2 separate regions of the Ovis aries genome follow, and region 1 is linked to region 2. A link is a contact called in public Hi-C data. All regions are on one chromosome and are shown on one strand. The core of a region is the stretch at or near the end of the contact, and the rest is flanking DNA. Distances in the headings are between cores, read along the strand shown.

Region 1 (3,370 bases), core at 54-2,553, 200 kb before region 2:
TCAACTCAGCTGCCGGTTCTCCAGGACAGAGCTGCTTCCTAGCCTTATTGATGGGGCAGTTAGTTTCACTCATGACACAACACATTCAGTGTTCTCACTTTCAGGAATTAATCACATTCAAGCGAAGGACAGTGGTGGAATAGATCTTAATATTGGAGCAGGAGTGGGTGTTAGGGTGAGAAGTCATAGGTCCTACTTAAGAAATTGTAAAAACTACCAACTTCCTCAGAAAAATACACATATGTAAATCTTGCCTGTAATTTTGGGGGATTCACAGACACCTATCCCCCACCCCTAGTTCATCCATTGGAACCAGATTAAGATCTCCTGGGACTAGATGATTTTGAAGCTCTATTTTCTGGTACTTGAAATGTAGTCTGGGAACCATAGGAATCAGAATCACTTGGAGTTCTTGTTAAAAGAACTGATTCCTAGGAGTGCCACAGACCTACTGTTTCAGAATCTCTGGGGAATGAGGTGAGGATTCTACATGTTATTAAAAATCCCCACATGACACTTTTGGAAACTAACATTTGAGAATCAACGCTTTGTCCCAATTTGAGATCTTTATAATTTTTGAATGCTTTCATTTGTTGAAGAGTTTGGGTTTCATCTGTTCAGTTGTCAACTATACTAAATAATGTGTTTAGCGTGAATTCTAACTAAAGAATATTTACATGTGTATAGGTAGAGGAAAAACAGCTTGTTGGATGGTGTCTCTTTCTGTGTACTCGGAATATGGATGATCCTTTCTTCCCTTGTCCTTCTATTTCTTCCTCATTGTTTTTCTATATTTAAATAAGATTCTTCCTCTTTCTGAGTTCAGTTTCCCCATCTGAAAAACAGGGTGTTGTAACTAGGTGAACTTCAAGGCCTGCTCTGGTGTTCACTGACTCCATATCACCCTCTAGCTCCCTTGTCCTTTTAATGACATGAACTGCATGGGCAACGGTGTTTGGAGAATAATCCTGTTTTATTTCTGTAGGTATGACGTTGCAATACCTAGCAACCATTTTTACTCCAGCAAAAGTATTCTCAAAGAGTCAGAATTGAAATAATCTATACTAGCTACACCCCCAAAAAAAGTTCGTCTCTCCTTAAAAAACCTCAGAAAGGGCCGTCCGCGCGCATCTCTTAGGAGCATAAAAATGACTGTGAACCAAAAAGCCAGGGCGTGGTCACCCCGCCCACTGGGCCCAAGCATCACCACCCCTAGGGCCTCTTTCAAGCGCGCAGATTGGCTGAAGGCAAGAAAGAGCCCCGCCCCTGGTCTTATGACCCGCGCTGAAAGCGCCGAGTCCTGGCTTTTGCAGCGTTGTGGTCGGTGGTCATCAGCGCTCCTATCAGGTTTCAGCGAGCCTTTTCCCTGCTGTCGCTGCTCTTGTCGCCGCCGCCTGCTCTCCGGGATCATGGTGTGCTTCCGCCTCGCCCCGGTTCCGGGCTGTGGGTTCCTTCTCTTCTGCCTCGTCCTGGGTGAGTTGTCGGGCCCTTCTTCTTAGTCCCTGATCCTGGGCCCGGGGCTCCCAGTTCAGAGGCAGTAACCTGAAAGACTGGTCCGGAGGGGAGGGGGTTGAGAGGCTGAATGACAGACACTGGGCGTTGGCGCTTGGCCCGAGGTGATGAGCAGTGACCTAGCGAAGGCCCGACTGAGGGATGGCGAGGGACAAGGGCCCATGAGAATAAAAAAGAGCAAGGGGTGGGGGTGGACGCCGAGGGAGTAGGCAGGGAAGAGTGAGGAGTGGAGCACTGGGGGTGGAAAGAGTAACTTGGGGGCGATGCTAAGGAGAGGTGAGCGTGGGAGGGCGGTACGTGCGGTCTCTGGGGTGGCACGGACAATTAGAGTCCTGGTCCTAGGATCAAGGAAGAGTTTTGAAGATGGTGGGAACCTGTGGGGCGGGAGAGGAAACTGAGGAGGGAAGGGGACTGCCTGCGTGGAGAAGCTTGGGTTAAGGGGGGTGGGGGACAGATAGGGGGAGATTCTGAGGAGCAATAAGAGGCTTGTTGGGGCAGGAGTTTAACGCTGTGGAGGAGGGGTGGTTCTAGAGAGATAAATTGGGGTTTGGTACTTGGAGTGTTGATGGGGAAGGGGGAGCTACGGTGGCTGGGGCAATTTCCAGACGAGAAAACTTCGATGTACCCAATCTCTGGAGACTAAAACGGGTGAATACCAACTTCGGTGGGGAGTGAATATCTGACTTGGAAGTGCTGAGGACATAGTTGTTTATTTTTTTAAAACCAGTTTTATTACTTCCTTCCAGCTAGACTGATTAAAAAAAGGTCCTCAGATATTGAGGTTTTGCGGGTGGTGTATCTGAGTCTTGTACACTGCCACTTTACGTTCAGAAGCTCCTTTTCTTCTCTCTCACACAACTGGCCTGTTACCGCCTGGTTTTCCGAGGAGGAGGAGGAGGGCAGGTCATTTTCTAAGGATCGGGTTTTTACTAGGTCCTAAGAATGGCTGGCTGGCTGGCTCCTGGCGCTGTGAGCGCCCCGTGCCCCACCCCCACCCCCCGACCAGAACGCTTTAGGTCCCCGAGGCCTTTAACTACCTGAAAGGTGAACTTTGACCAGAATTTTCTTCCTGTCCTGATAAATTCTGAGCTTGTTACTACCTGATTCTTGCCGTTTGTGACCTAATAAAAGACCAGAAGGGGCAGACTCAGATGGAAATAGAGAAGAAATAGATACATTAGGGGCTGGGGAAGGGCAGTGAGAGGCACACATTTTGTAATTGACATTTCAGTAGAAGAATAAAGTCAACACGTGGAATGGTGGATTCTCACCCAAGAGGCATTTAGCAATGTCTGGAGACATTTTGGGTTGTTATCACTGGGGATTGCTTTTGGCATCTAGTGGGAAGAGGGCAGTGGTGCGTCTAAACATCCCACAAGGCACAGGACAGCACACACACACCCTCCCCCCCGCCCAATAAGGAATGACCCATCTCAGAATGTCAGGAGTGCCAAAGGATGAGGAGTCTGGCTCCAAAGCTGTGGCGTTGGAAGGGGTCTGGATCGACCAGTGATTCTTAAGGATCTTTGGGGGTGGGGTGGGGGGAAGTTCCTGTCAGATGAAAACTATTTCCAGACTGAAATTAAGATATTTGTCTTTTTCACACTCATCCGCTCCTCAGTACGGTGGAGTTTTCCAGAAGCTATAGAATGTGTGATGACATCACCACCCTCATGGGTCTGACGTGTTTTAGTCCTTTTTTTTTAGTTTTAATTTCTAGTACAGCAAGTAACAATGGATATAAGTCACATAAACAAAGCCCTTTGAGGTCCTCAGTGGATAAGAGAGTAAAGGGGCCCTGATGCCAGAAGGGAATCTAGCTGTGCATTTAGTGCAGGAAAGCCTCTAGCCCTTTTGA
Region 2 (3,700 bases), core at 727-3,226:
CCTGTAGCCACAGACTGAACCAGCATTCATAAGCACTGGTGACTATTACCTCTGAAGTTTTTATGTTCTTATTTTAACAGGGATGCTTCATCTAGATAAACTATGAAACACCTTTTTACCCTCTCCTCTTTTCTTCTTCCCCTCACCTGTCTACTCCCCACAATCTCCAGAGATGGAATGTTAGAATGTCAAATGAAGTCAACAAATGCTATTGTGAAAAACAAAACAAGGGAAAAGTTTACCATTTCTTAAAGCTCAAATGGGTGAAAACACAAAACATTTCATTTTGTTGGGAAAGAATTATGAGCACTGATATGAGAATTTTCTTCACACAGAATGATTTAGTGAAAACTTCAGACCAGACATCACTCTAGAAAAGGAGAAGGAATGTCAACAAATAGTATTGCTGTGTACCACCCTCTAAACAATTTTCAGCACTTCACAGAAGAGATTTCTAGTAAAAATTTAAATACATAAAATGATACATGTATATATAATTTAAAATTAGTTGGTAAGTACTTTTGGTAAAGAGACACTTCTATTGCTAGTATATATTCTTTCCGTTTAGAGTTACCAAAATAGTACAACTGTCACAGTGCTTAAGTTATACACATGTGGAAGGCAGGGCGTCTCAAATATCTTCTAATTTTTTCAAAATTATAGCTTAAAGACAAAAATAGGAGAAAAGTCTAGAAATCAAGGATTTAAAACATCATGTTATAAGGCATTGCTTGTTAACAGTACCAGGGAATTTCAGGTTACCATAAAAGCATTCATCAGAAAGGGTGACCTTTGGACAGTGAGCCAGCTACCAGCGCTTCCGAAATACGGGCATTTCGACACAAGTCACTTTTCAGTGGATAGACAGGTTTTCTGAATACGGTCCCACTACTTTTGTCCTTTGCAAATGGGTTTTCCCAACGGGGCAAGGATTTCAATGTATGCGTCCAGGTGACACCAGGACTTGGTTTCATTTTGTTGTTTCATTTTGTCTTTCCCGTCCAGTTGGACCCAGGATCAGCACAAATCGGTCTGAACCCATCCCAACCCCAGATCCGCGACCTGACCGTGGAAAAGCCATTCTGCACGCCCGTGAGACAAATCCTTGACCGAGGGCAGGTGACGTTGGAAAAGAGAGACGCCACCCGCAAGAGTGAAACAACCTACACGCGGCAGCTGAACCCCATCTCCCTCTGTCCACCCCCTCTTCCCCATTCACACCCGGCCGGCTGCAACCGAGGTTTTCAACCCGGATTCACGTGGAAAAGCAGTTTCTTGCAAATACAGAAGGAAGGCCGGCCAGCACGGTCAGGGCGGGGGTAGTCGGGCGAGGCGGCCGGCCAGGGAAAGTAGAAGGTGGCGAAGCGGAGGGTGGGGTGTTGGGAGGGGATGTGGCCAAGCAGGCGGCATTGTTATGCCCTGGGAAGGGGAGGATGGGCCTGGCCGAAAAGCTCTAAATCAAAGTCGGGGTGAGGAGGGGGAACTGGCGCAAAAAGGCAGGCGAGGGCCGTGGAAAACGCCGAGTGGTTCTCCGCGGTGGGCTCCCCAAGCTCCGGGCCTACCCCGGGCCCTGACGGCCCCTGACGGCGGAGGAGACCGCGCCTCGGCCCTCCCGGTTCGTCCCCTCCTTCGCTCCCGAGCCCACACAAAGAAAAGGGCCGGAGGAGCGGAGCCTCCGACTCCGCCGCTTCCTGGTTCAAGTGAGGAGAAAGCGAAGGCAGGCGCGGCCCAGAGACGGAGGAAGCCGGCGCGCTCCCTCGCCCCCTCACGGGTCGCAGCCGGTTCCTCACCTGCTTCCCGGCGCCGCCGCTTCTCGTCGTCGGCCCGCGCGGAAGGGTGGGAATCCTCCAACAGTCAGAAGCCGGACTCTGCGGCGATTCGGCTCCTTCTTTAAACGTCGCTCCAGTCTTGGTCAACGTCGACGCGGCTACCGCCTCCCGCCGCCACCGCTGCCACAGCTGCCTCACGCCGCCGACAGAGGGCACCGCGCGGGGGCGAGACGCCGAAGACGAAGGAGCCCTCCTCTTCCGAGCGCGGTTCGGCTCTTTCCGGAGAGGCCCGAGCGCTAGGCCGTCCCACTTCGGGGCCCCGCTCCGCCTTCGGCTCCTTCCGCAAGGGGCGGAGGAAGACTGGGAAGCGCCGGGAGCGCTCGGCCCCTTCCGGAGGGCGAAAGGGTGGGAAAAAGGAAAAGGAAAGGGAAAGATGGGGTAACGCGGCAATAACGGTTGGGATGCGAGGGATACTCGTCCCTTTCCTCTACGTTCCGTGTAAGCTTCTAGGGCGTAAAAACTTCGAGAGACTAATAAGGTTTCATTTCTTTTGAAAGTTCGAAACTGCCTTATTTAATAGCTTGTTGTTAGATGATAAACCAATCCTAAAGGAAATCAGTCCTGAATATTCACTGGAAGGACTGATGCTGAAGCTGAAGCTCCAATATTTTGGCCACCGATGCGAACAACTGATTCATTGGAAAAGACTCTGATGCTGGGAAAGATTGAAGGCAGGAGGAGAACCCGATGAGAGAGGATGAAATGGTTGGATGGCATCACTGTCTTGATGGACACGAGTTTGAGTAAACTCTGGGAGTTGGTGATGGACAGGGAGGCCTGGCGTGCTGCAATTCATAGGGTCGCAAAGAGTCGGACACGACTGAGCGACTAAACTGAAACCACCTTGACATATAATCAGAATGAATATAATCAAACATAATGAGTCAAGTCATGATTTATAATTCAAGTTGAAGGATAACAAGCACATTCTAACACCTACTGTGAAGAAATAAGTTTTTGGGTAAGTACTATCTTCTCAGCTGAATACTGAATGATGCAATATTGTTAATTCCTTCATTGCAACTATTCTTTTCTGACCACCTGTTTGATCTGCACCAAATCTTATGTTAGACTGTGTGGAATACAAAATGAATAAGCCAAGGTCTCTACCTTTTCAAAGAGCTCAGTAGATAGGTATACAAACATCGACAAAATACAGAACACAGAGAAGGAACTAGCAAACTGAATTAGAGCTGCATCTTGAAAGATAAATAGTAACACTTGCATTGTGTGTGTTTGTTACTTTTATTTACATAGCATTTCCTGCACAGAGGGCTTTACTGTCCACACATAGTAGGTGTTCAATAATTGTTAAGTGAATGAATACATGAGTGATTTGTAATTTGAAAAACTCCTCTGGTAATCCACTTCTGACTGAGTACCATGATGAATGAAGTGACAGGATGGGTGGTTGAAGAGCCAAATATTTCCCTTCAGGCTGGTTATTGATCATATTCAACTAAGGAACCAAAATAGTAGCATTTTCTTCAACAATTAGAGCCATTCACTATGTTCATTTTCTTTAAAAAAAAAAATATATATATATATATATATATATATATATATATATACAGGATAATATTGCATCAGTTTCCAAAAACTTGAATTGGCACTTACTTACCATTCAGTTGGAATCCTTCCACGTCTTTCCTACAAAAATCCTGGAGAAAATGTCCATCAGGATATTCCAGAATAAAAACAGATCTACTAACTATATTTAATTTTCTTCAACATAAAAGCAGACAAGGATGTCATCATCTATCGACCTCTAATCTATTCTACATTGTCCTCAATAAAGTCAAGTCACATAGTAAAATATCAAAGTAGTGTAATACAGCTGTATTTTCACATGGAGATAAGAAATCCATACG

What was found. Hi-C and Micro-C count contacts between places; a contact is called where the count stands out from the background.
Region 1: a contact with region 2 is called in a Hi-C map of hypothalamus, with 2.5 times the contacts expected there. The contact joins the promoter of LAMP2 here to the promoter of ZBTB33 in region 2. A contact is called at or near these places in 2 of 16 Hi-C or Micro-C datasets (hypothalamus and skin fibroblasts).

Annotation. Positions count from the first base shown.
Region 1 is chrX:104,796,114-104,799,483 of ARS-UI_Ramb_v3.0, reverse strand. It overlaps LAMP2 (lysosomal associated membrane protein 2), which reads left to right and starts at 1,303. Exons shown (of 9, transcript XM_042241660.2): 1 at 1,303-1,473. The coding sequence starts at 1,410.
Region 2 is chrX:104,594,287-104,597,986 of ARS-UI_Ramb_v3.0, reverse strand. ZBTB33 (zinc finger and BTB domain containing 33) reads right to left here and starts at 1,976. Exons shown (of 2, transcript XM_004022345.5): 1 at 1,791-1,976.